Regions from separate parts of the Gasterosteus aculeatus genome. Here region 2 is linked to region 1. A link is a contact called in public Hi-C data. All regions are on one chromosome and are shown on one strand. Each heading gives the region's core, a stretch centred on a gene start, on an enhancer-like site or on the middle of the called end of the contact. The rest is flanking DNA. Distances are from core to core; before and after follow the strand shown. Region 1 overlaps LOC120818874 (C-terminal-binding protein 2). Region 2 holds the start of oat (ornithine aminotransferase).

Region 1 (5,346 bases), core at 2,780-5,279:
TCGAAACAAGAAGGCTTCTAAACCGTATTACTAAAAGGAACTCCCCGAATTTGAGCCACTATTACACATGTATAAAGATATAAATACTTTCCCATCAGTTAGCCCCCTTTTTATAGTACACACTTCAAGGACGTAAATTCTGAGAGATAACCAGGAGCTTTAGGTACAGCACACGGTGCCAAGTTACCACAAAGTTGCTTCCAGAGTGTTGAGTGGATGTTTGTCATCTTCATTATTCCCCACGGAGTAACTGTGTGTTTTGTCGGCGACTCAGATGGGCAACGAGGAGCAGCAGGAGAAGCTGCTGAGGGAATGGCTGGACTGCTGCGTGACAGAAGGAGGCATGCTGGCGGCGATGCAGAAGAGCTCTCGGCGCCGCAACCACCCACTCGTCACCCAGATGGTGGAGAAGTGGTTGGACCGATACCGCCAGATCCGCCCCTGTGCCTCTCTGTCCGACGGCGAGGAGGAGGAGGACGAAGACGAGTGAGGGCGACGAGGTGGAGATGACCGAGCTCCTGAGTTTGAGACTGGACACCGAAGGCTCTGAGGGAACCTTACTGTCTGTATTTTCTTTCTTTTTTCCCTTCCAAAATGTAACTTAAATCTTTAATACGTGTAATACTGCATGGGTTGTGTGAGCTCCGTGATAGGAAAAAAAAAAAAGATACCAGCAACAACAAACCGAGTCCTGAATACTGCTCCTATGAAAGCACATCATGTCCTCTTTACTTCCCCTCCTGTATTCCTTATTTTGTTATCAAAGTAATTATCTTGACCTGTTGGAAAATATTAAAACGTATAGGAAAATTTTCTGTATTTAAGGACTCTCAAAGCTGCACTAGATGAGAACTTTAATTTACAGAATTGCCTGACAGAAATGTTGCTTAAAACTGTGCGCGTGCGTGCGTGTGTGTGTTGAAAGAGCACCCGTTTTTCAGATTGTCGATCCCCCTGCAGACCCTTCTGATGTTTGGATTTATTTATTTATGTAGTAGATTTGGCGCGCAGAGGCGATTCCTTTTGTTCTTGCCCCGTTTAATCTGTGTGTTGTTGGCTCCGTTCAGTCTTGAAGTATTTTATTTTGCACAGATGATACCTACAGTCTGTGAGGGGGGGGGGGGGTCGCGTACAAGTTTACTGACATTTTACGTGTGATTTGAAGCCGGATGTCCTAATCGAATGGGTGGTGGCAGCGCTGGTGGGGAAAAAGAGTGCATTCATATTAAATTTGACTCCCTTGTTTCCCTTTTGTTGCCATTCGCATTTGTTTTGAAATGTCTCCTTTTTCTGCTGTTTGGATTTGACTTGAGAATGGATTTGTTTTTGTTTTTCTTGCCACAGCCTAAATTACCATGTATGAAAACACTGGGTAAATTTGTTTCCCCTGTTTGTCACACAGCATCTTTAATATAATCCACATCCTCTGAAGTGCAAAATTGGAAGCCGGAGCGAGACAAAGTGTTTGTTTGGGGGTTTTTTCCCAAGGAAATCCCTCGTTCGTTTTTCTGCCGTCACCCTCATCAACACACAACTCTACTAAAATGTAATATTCATTTCATTTTCTGTTGGAAGGACTTGCTTGTACTTTGGTGCCCCCCCACCTTCCACTGTGACAAAAGATAAAACAACATTGACGACCCAGATCATGTAAGATTACGTTGAAAGAATGTATCTCATCAGGAGCTGCTCTGCTAATAAAACCATACAAGACAAAGAAGTGTGAAGAAATCATGCCGGCGCAGACCGCTGGTTCTCCGAATCATATCTTTTATTTGAACTGCACTGAATGCTAAATGTTCACCTTGTACAAGAAACAAATACAAATACTCACACTAAAAACAAAAAAACCATACTGCTGGCTGCCTCTTCTGCTATTGTTGGGACACTAAGGAGTTTCTGCTATTGCTCTTACAGAGTACGAGACGCCCCAAAGAACCTGGCCTTCAATAGAACAAAAAGAATAAGGAGAGAAGAGGGTGGACCACGTGGGACTATGGTTATAGGAACATTTAACTAGGCAATACAAATCTAACAGGACTCTTCAAAACTCTTTTTAAACACCAAAAACGTGGGATGCGCCTTGTATATAAAAATACCACAATGGAGAGGATGAGGGAGGAGAGAGAATATCCAGACTAAACACATTAGTCTTATCTTTTTTTTTTGTTCCTCAAAAACAGAATTTTGGAATAAACAATATCTGCAAAAAGGTTTTCCTGAGTCATTAATGAAAGTAAGTTTGCTTTAACCCTTTCCTGTCTTCAGTGTGAAATGTGCTGAGAGAAGAGGGGGAGGTCACAATCCGTGCGCTGCTGCCACTTGGTTTGATTTCGGGTTTCGATCAGAAACTTATGATTCCGAAAAAAGAGAAAAAAAGGCTTCCTCCTTCAGAGCTCAGTCACACTGACACGTTACCAAATAGCTCTTGACTAAAAGAGAAAAGGTAAAATACTTCATCGCAATCCATTTAATGTCAAACTTCAACAATCAAATGTTATGTGAAGTGAACGTTAAAAGCTTAAAAAAAAGAATCGCACAACATTTATTGGTCTCAACGAGGACCCCCCCCCCCCACCCCCCAAGTGCCCTCATGTGGTGGAATCCTACAACTGCAACAGCTGTCATGTGTGTTATTGCCAGGAAAGGGCCAAAACTCACATTAGATTACTAGAACGGATGAGCAATCTTTTTTTTTGTCTGACGAGTGATAAATATATATAGCAATCCATTTTTAGTCATTCACACAGAAGATTGAAAGAAAGAAAAAAAAAATAGTTCTCTTCTGTGGCATAATGAGGGGGGCTAAACAACACACATTAGTTACACAAGGAGGGAAGGAGCTGGGTGGAGGGGAGGGTCAGGGTGAAGTTTGGGAGGAGGGGGGTTAAGGTCCAGTTGCACATGATGCCAAAGTTTTTTTTCCCCTCTCGTTCGCCCATCGGTGTGTCGAGATGTGCGCCTACGCTTCTCCCATGAGCTCTGAGGTGTACGGGAGGCGGGACAAGAGTCTCATCGGGGACGCTGGAAAAAAAAAGAGACAAAAACCACTCGACTTTGTGTCCACAATCATACGCGTGTCACCGGAGGAAAAAAACCCAAACACCATCATCATCATCATCATCAAAGAGTAAAGTCGGTACTGAACCCAGAGAGACAAGAGAGTAGAAACTAAAACATTAAAAGTAGAAATTCCCCGGCACGCTTCCTCAGTTCGGTGACAGTCCGCTCGTGTCGTCTCGCTGTCTCTTGGTCCCAGTTGGTCGGTCGGTTGTGAAAGTCGACGCGTCGGACGAGGGCTCGCCGTTCGTATCCCTTCTGCTGCTATTGCTCGGTCAGGTGCTCTCTGGTCTCGCCGTGTTTGGAGGGCTGGTTGGGCGACGGGGCCTGGGAGGGGTGTGTACCAGAGGGCAGGGTGTGGGCGATGGGCAGCCCACCTGGCACCATGCCCTCTAACGCCCCGGGGATGCCCCCTGGAGCCACTCCGACTACGCCCGGGGGGTATCTGGGGAAGGGGAGGGGTCAGAGTTAGTGTCACGGGGCAGTGTGGCTCCCAAAGGGCCTCTTAGGGTTACTAAGTCATAGTGTAACATGTCGAAAACAAGTCATAGCATGTTGAAAAAAAGCGGTTAAAAGGTCATGTATGTAATATAGCTCTTTCCCACCACAGTTAGAATAAATATATATTATTGTGTGTTGAAAAAATATCATTAAAAGTATAAAAAACGATATTAGTGTGTTATAAAAAGTCATTGTTTGGCATGTAGTATGTAGAAAACACCCCATTAAAACGTCCAATAAGAAATATGTTCACATATATGGAGGGAAAGTCCTAAAGAAGCCATAGGAGAGCATGTCAAAGAACGTCTTAGTACAGTATTTTGGACAAAAATCATAGTAGAGCATGTTGAAAACACTCCCATGAGTACATGATTAAAAAGTCAGTATTGTATTATTTATAATGTTTAAAGGTGATAGTGTGTTATAGTCATCGTATTGTGTGTAAAGAGTGATTTATAATTTTCACAGTACAGTTTGTCATGAAAGTCCAAATGTTTCAGTACATTACTGTAAAATCAGTTCAGTAATTCAATTCACACTCTGAGCCTGAGGTTCTCCATTCAACCAAAAAGGGGGAAGTGTGTGTGTGTGGGGGGGGGGGGGGGGGTCCCAAAATCCCACAAGAAGGAACTCCCAAAAGCATGACTCCATCCGGGGAAAGGATTTGTGTCATGCTCATGGAGACGCTCAGAAAAAACCCACATTCGCTACGAACGGGGAGGGGGGAGGAGTGCTGAGGAGGCATAGAGGGGGGGGGGGGGGACACACACCACGCCAGCTCGGGGGAGAAGGGGGGGAGAGAGGGTCTTATCCGGGGACCCGCAGACACGAGGCTCGTCGTCCCGGGTGGTCGTATTTACCTGCTCCTGATCTAGGCAATAATTTTGTCTTGGGGGACACCGGTTGTTATGCCAGGAAGAGTTTGGCTCACTTGGCTGCGTGAGAGAAACACACGGAGGCGGACATGCTGAGTTTAGGAAGAGCCCACAGCTCAAAGAATGACCATTGGACTACCACAGAGAACAGGGACAAAACATTCCTGAGATAATGCAGGGCAGCCTTTTTTTTTTTTTTTTTTAAATTTGCGTGTTCGGGGTTTACCTGTAGGCGGCGCCGTTGAGCTCGTGGTGGACGCCCGGTTGATCCATGACGGCCCACGGCGCCGTGGTGACAAAGAACTCCTTGTTGACGCAGTTTCTTAGGCTGTCGGGGATGCGGCCTGTCGTGTCGGGGGGGCAAACACACACACACACACACACACACACACACACACACATGTTTAGCAGTGTGCTGGTGCAGATGTTGGCGCGGTGGCAGGAACAGATGTTTTGGATTAGTGGACGGGGCGGCGTACCGGTGACGGCTCTCCGGATCTCGGTGGCGGCGGCCTCCCTCATCTCCAGAGAGGCCTGCTCGCTGTACCAGGCCGTGTGCGGGGTGCAGATCAGGTTGGGAGCGTCTTTCAGCGGACCCTGGGCAAAACTGTGAGACACACACACACACACACACACACACACACACACAGCGAGTAAGAAAAATGAGGGAAAAGGAATAAAACAAATTATTAAACACGGGAGAAAGGATTACAAGAGCTGTGCTCTTCTTATCTTTGTGAACTAACTAACGTTTTCTTCTAAATGACCAAACTTCCTGTCTACTACTTTTATTTATTATTTTATTTGCTGCTTATCGTCACTTTATTTGGATGTTTCATCTCCTGAAGAGGGAAAGCTTCCAGGTGCCTTATGGAATAAAATATTTGTATGTTCATGGATTCTGGATTTA
Region 2 (4,860 bases), core at 673-3,172, 52 kb before region 1:
GGGCCTGTAACTCTCTAGGCTACCTGCTTTACCAGCTTTGTTTTTAATAACCTGCACTAACAGGACAGACAGCATTGAGTCTGGTAACAAGCCATGAGTCACGAGGCCGGTAAACCAGATGGCAACAAGAGGACCTATCCTGGGACTAACATATTTAAGATGTTCAGCAGTGATATGGTCTGAACCACTTGCTTTGCCATCATCCAACTTATTTATAGCTTGGTACACCTCGTGACATAATTGTCGTTGACACATTCGTCTCAATATCTTCCGCCTTGTATATAGGTCCGCACTAATACAGTTAAATATTTGCATGGCATCATTATAAGCTACTTGGAGTCTCTGTAGACTTGCATTTTTAATAATTGGATCACACGTGTGAAGTATAGAGTACCATAGGTACCATAATGTTCCTTCCATAACTCAGCAATATTGTCTGCTCCTAAAATTCCGTCACAGTGCACGGCAAAGATGTTTTACAGTTGTTAAGAAGTCTCACTTCTTTCCAGAAATCAACAACATTATTATTTCTCAACTTCTTGGCCATGGAGTCAGACCTCATGGCTTGCTCATCTTTGCAAAATTAATCGAATGGCATGAGAGGCATGTTTTTTTTAAGGGGTTGCATGAATGCATTCTTGCAAACAAACAGGTGGTTTTCTGTAAACAAAGACAATAGGAACCATAATGTAACAAACAATAACAAAGCATAATAATAAGCAAATAAAGAGCCAATTGTAAAGGAAATTCTAAAACCTGGTGACATTTTATAGAACAAAATAGTAGTCCAAATAATCAACAGACGAATCTGCAGATTATTCAATAAAGAAAATACAAAAAAAGCACATTGCAGCAACAAGAAACGTGCTTAATAAACCAACACGCCGTTATATGACATTGAATAGAGCCCGTGGGCCTCGCCTGTATGCTGAATAACGCTTTTTCTTTCACAAGCAACACAAAGGAGGGACGTACTTGGCGGCGTTGACAAAAAGCTAATCCCAAAGCAGCACGGCAACGCAACTGTGATGTTCCAGACTAAGTAGACGCCCTGTGACATGCAAGACTCCTGTTTAAACAGCTAGGATGATGTGGCACTAAAATGCAACGAAATGAAATTCTGGCAAAATTGACAGTACGTGCAAAAAAAAAGAAAAAGAAGAACAGATTAGTTATCCAGAATCCTGCTCTGGATAATCAATAACTCTGACCGGTGAATAAACACACAAAGCCAACAGAGGCAGCGACTGGTTTCTATGAACGCGGCTCCTGAGAGGCGATAGGTTCCTGGAGGGGGGAGGCAGCCTCGCACCCCACCCCCTCCCTCCCCCGCCGCAGTAACTTCACAGCCACGCGAAAACCCGCAGTAGCAACAACGTTAATTCCTCACTGAGCGGCTTTCAGAAACCGGGTCGTGTTACGTAATACTGTATCGTCGGGTTGTGTGTATGTGTGTGCGGGAGGGGGGTTCGCATGACGTCCCCTAAAACGCTTACTTAAGCTATGACAGTCGCCATAAATTATATGAATGCCCCCCCATTCCCGAGCGTGAACCTCTTATAAACCGCTGCTAACCGCACGCACGCGCAGGCGGCGGCGGAGCACCTGCGCCTTTTATTTATATTTGTAAAACACCAGCTAGCTAGCTAGCTAACAAACGTTAGCGCCTGCCGGATTTCAGTTGCCTTTAAGCGATCTCTAAACCCTCGATGACGGGGAGAGGAGAGGAAAGGAGCCTCGCGGGGGAAGCCAAATAAGTACCAGAGAAGTGAAGCGAAGATTAAAAGCCCCTCTAGTGGCGCGATGGATGTCCGTCCTGTCCTGATGGGTGAAGCTGAAGGCGCCGGTGCGGCTTAATAAATGCCCGTTGGTTGGGCGGGGGGCGGGGACGAGCCCTCGGCGCCTTCCGTGCGTGCTGCGTCAGAGGACACGCCCCCATGCCGCAACTTCACCCGGCGATTGCAAGATCGACCAATTTTTAAGTCGCCTGGACGAAACAGACAACTGTCATTCATTTAAAGGGCGAAAGAGTGGCACGTTCGTTCAGCTCGGTTAAAAGACACTTCATTGTTTGAGTTGTATTTATAAAATCATACCACTGCATCTTTTAGGTGACTTAACTCCGACAGTGACCGTTGCCCTTAGGCCCGTGTATGTTATTATTAGTCATACGAACCGCTATGAGATTAATTCACGGGAGCTGCCCGGCTCGCTCCACGCGCATGCGCGTTTCGAGGCTGTCATTGCGTCATGGCTGACACGGACTGGCCGGGCTGTGCGAGGAGTTTGAAAGGTGTCATACTGGACATGTGCGGCGTTTTATATGACAGCGGGGAGGGCGACGGGGTCGCCATTCCCGGTTCAATTGAAGCGGTGAAAATGTGAGTTGGGAGTTGTTTTTTTATACCTTTAAATACGGTCTCTCCGTAGTGTTGCCAACTTCATGGATGCTAACGTTAGCATTCCCCTGCTAGACTCCCAACGCGTCTCTATGCACGCATGATGTTAATATCTGAACGGTGCGCGGGGGCGTCTCTATCCACAGTGTCACCATGTTGCTGCAAGCTCAACCTCCTTGTGCTTTTGGTTTTAAAGGCTCAAGGCATCCGACCTGCAGCTGCGCTTCTGCACCAATGAGACTCAGGCAGCCAGAGAGACGTTCGTCGCCAAGCTCCAGAGACTGGGCTTCGACATCCTCGTGTCTGAGGTCTTCTCTCCCGCTCCTGCCGCCGCGGCTGTCCTCAAGGAGAGGGGCTTACGGCCCCACCTGCTCGTGTATGATGGTGAATACTACTGCGCCTTGACAGCATCCCCTGAGTGGTTCCTGCAAAACATGCAACGACTCAACATGTGGCGTTTAATTGAGCAGGAAAGCAACATATCTAACATAACGGTGCTTTGTTTAGGCCCAGTTGTGCATCATTATTAGCTTCTGAGGAAAAAAAACAGATTTCGGGATTTGTTGACAGTATGTAAACTGTGTTGTTAACATCACAACGTCCTCCAAATGACTCCATACGTTCACTCCGATGCAGGACTTCTCCCAGAGTTCGACAGTGTTGACCAGAGCAACCCGAACTGCGTGGTGATTGGAGACGCCGCTGAAAAGTTTACCTACCAGAACCTGAACGAGGCATTTAGGGTCCTCACAGACCTGGAGAAGCCACTTCTGTTCTCTCTGGGCCAAGGGTAAGAGGATATTGTGCAACTCTACAGGCATTATTGCCTATTCTAATTGATAAGCACAACGTAAAATATATACGTGTGATCTCCCCATAGGAGGTACTACAAAGAGACGGACGGTTTGAAACTAGACGTCGGAGCCTACATGAAGGCTCTGGAGGTACAGTAAGTGCTTCGTTTGCATTGGTTAAGAAGAGCAGTTCTTATGTGAACATTGATGATGATTTTTTCCCCTCCAGTATGCGTGTGATTTAAAGGCCGAAGTAGTTGGAAAGCCGTCCCCGACGTTCTTCCAGAGTGTTCTCAATGACATGGGACTTCAACCACATGAGGTACATAACAACAAAGTCAACCATAATAATCCAGATTCCCACTGCACTTTACATGTTTTCCACACTTTTTATCTAGGTTCATTTTTTTAAATGTAGCTTTACAGTCAATGATTTTTGACTGTTTGACCTTTGACTGAGTGAGTCAGTCAGTGGGAACTGTGAGTTGCCCTTAACGAGGCAGAAGTGATCAAGATGTTCAGCGTTCACCAGGCGAGCTTGAAGTGGAGGTCGTCGCGCTGCAAAGACGCGGTTGTCGCTAACCACCGAGTGGCAAACACGCGGCCGCAAGCTTCCCCAATCGTGCAATTATTGATAAAAAACACTACAAGGGTAAATAGCAAAAAGGACCAATGCCACACAGCTGCCCCCAGATTTCTGAGCAGATCTTTGGCCACAAACTCTCGAGTGACTACAAAAGACCGGCAGCGGGACACTGGGCTTTCGGTCTCCTCAGTGAGGTGCATACTAAACGTGCAAAGGTCTCCGTGCCCGAACTCCCAAGGCGAACACCCTCACTGACCCAGAAGCACAAGAAAAGAAATCTGATGCTCAGACAGCTGAGAAGTTCATAAAAGAAACACGAGGTGAAGGGAGGGCAGGATGAAATCTATCCGTCAAGTGCCGTGTGGGCGAGAGCTGGAAACAATAGGAAGCGATGACTACTGGCGGTCCTCGTGAAATAAGTTACATGTTACCTTAATTACATGAGATGTTGGCACGTTATTAGTGTTAATTTACATTATTTGCATATAGCAGCTTAAAACAACTTCACCTAAAAAATAAAATAAAAATGTTTTTCTTGCAGGTGCTGATGATTGGGGACGATCTGGTGAATGACGTGGGAGGGGCCCAACGCTGTGGAATGAGAGGCGTTCAAGTCAGGACGGGCAAATACCGGTCAGTGGGGTCCTTCAATCTACCAAAGATAAACATGAGTCCTTATTGGCCACCGCTGGGCCACGGCTGCTCCTATTGGTTGGTGAAACCATCCATGTCGGTGTGTGAGCAGCCAAAGTTTCCTTTACTAAGATGCCATCTTGTTCTCTGGCTAAATCTGTGCTTTTATAACCGATAAAAGTGTAAGTGTAAGATTGCTTCATTACTTAGTTGCATAGCTGTGTTTTAAACCTCCGTTTCATAAAAGGTTTAGATCTTTTTAAGAAAAGTATGAGTTTTTTTCTTCTTTTTTATAGATCTTGAAAGCTATTCTGATCCTACTGCGAATAAAATTCTATATCTATTTGCCAGCAGAGGGCGCAGTCACACCAGGATTGTGAGTCCCAGTTTCCTCCTCTACGCTCACTGGGCCGCCTCATTCTTTAGCATTCCACGTTTTGTTTATTGG

Evidence for each region. A called contact is a pair of places that touch in the nucleus more often than the background predicts.
Region 2: a contact with region 1 is called in a Hi-C map of skeletal muscle, with 10 times the contacts expected there. The contact joins the promoter of oat here to the enhancer-like site in region 1. A contact is called at or near these places in 4 of 6 Hi-C or Micro-C datasets (liver, skeletal muscle and tail fin).

Annotation. Positions count from the first base shown.
Region 1 is chr5:11,414,399-11,419,744 of fGasAcu3.hap1.1, reverse strand. LOC120818874 (C-terminal-binding protein 2) reads right to left here. Exons shown (of 10, transcript XM_078103391.1): 8 at 4,916-5,043; 9 at 4,663-4,780; 10 at 1,751-3,505. The coding sequence ends at 3,325. It overlaps zranb1a (zinc finger, RAN-binding domain containing 1a), which reads left to right. Exons shown (of 10, transcript XM_040175742.2): 10 at 275-1,717. The coding sequence ends at 490. Among protein-coding and RNA genes, the nearest start is that of zranb1a, 11 kb to the left of the region's middle. Within about 2 kb of position 4,029, at least 3 of the 9 cell types and tissues checked have open chromatin away from gene starts, as enhancers often do.
Region 2 is chr5:11,464,344-11,469,203 of fGasAcu3.hap1.1, reverse strand. oat (ornithine aminotransferase) reads right to left here and starts at 1,922. Exons shown (of 10, transcript XM_040176477.2): 1 at 1,762-1,922. It overlaps lhpp (phospholysine phosphohistidine inorganic pyrophosphate phosphatase), which reads left to right and starts at 1,859. Exons shown (of 7, transcript XM_040176480.2): 1 at 1,859-2,381; 2 at 2,596-2,783; 3 at 3,036-3,189; 4 at 3,280-3,343; 5 at 3,423-3,515; 6 at 4,321-4,412. The coding sequence starts at 2,251.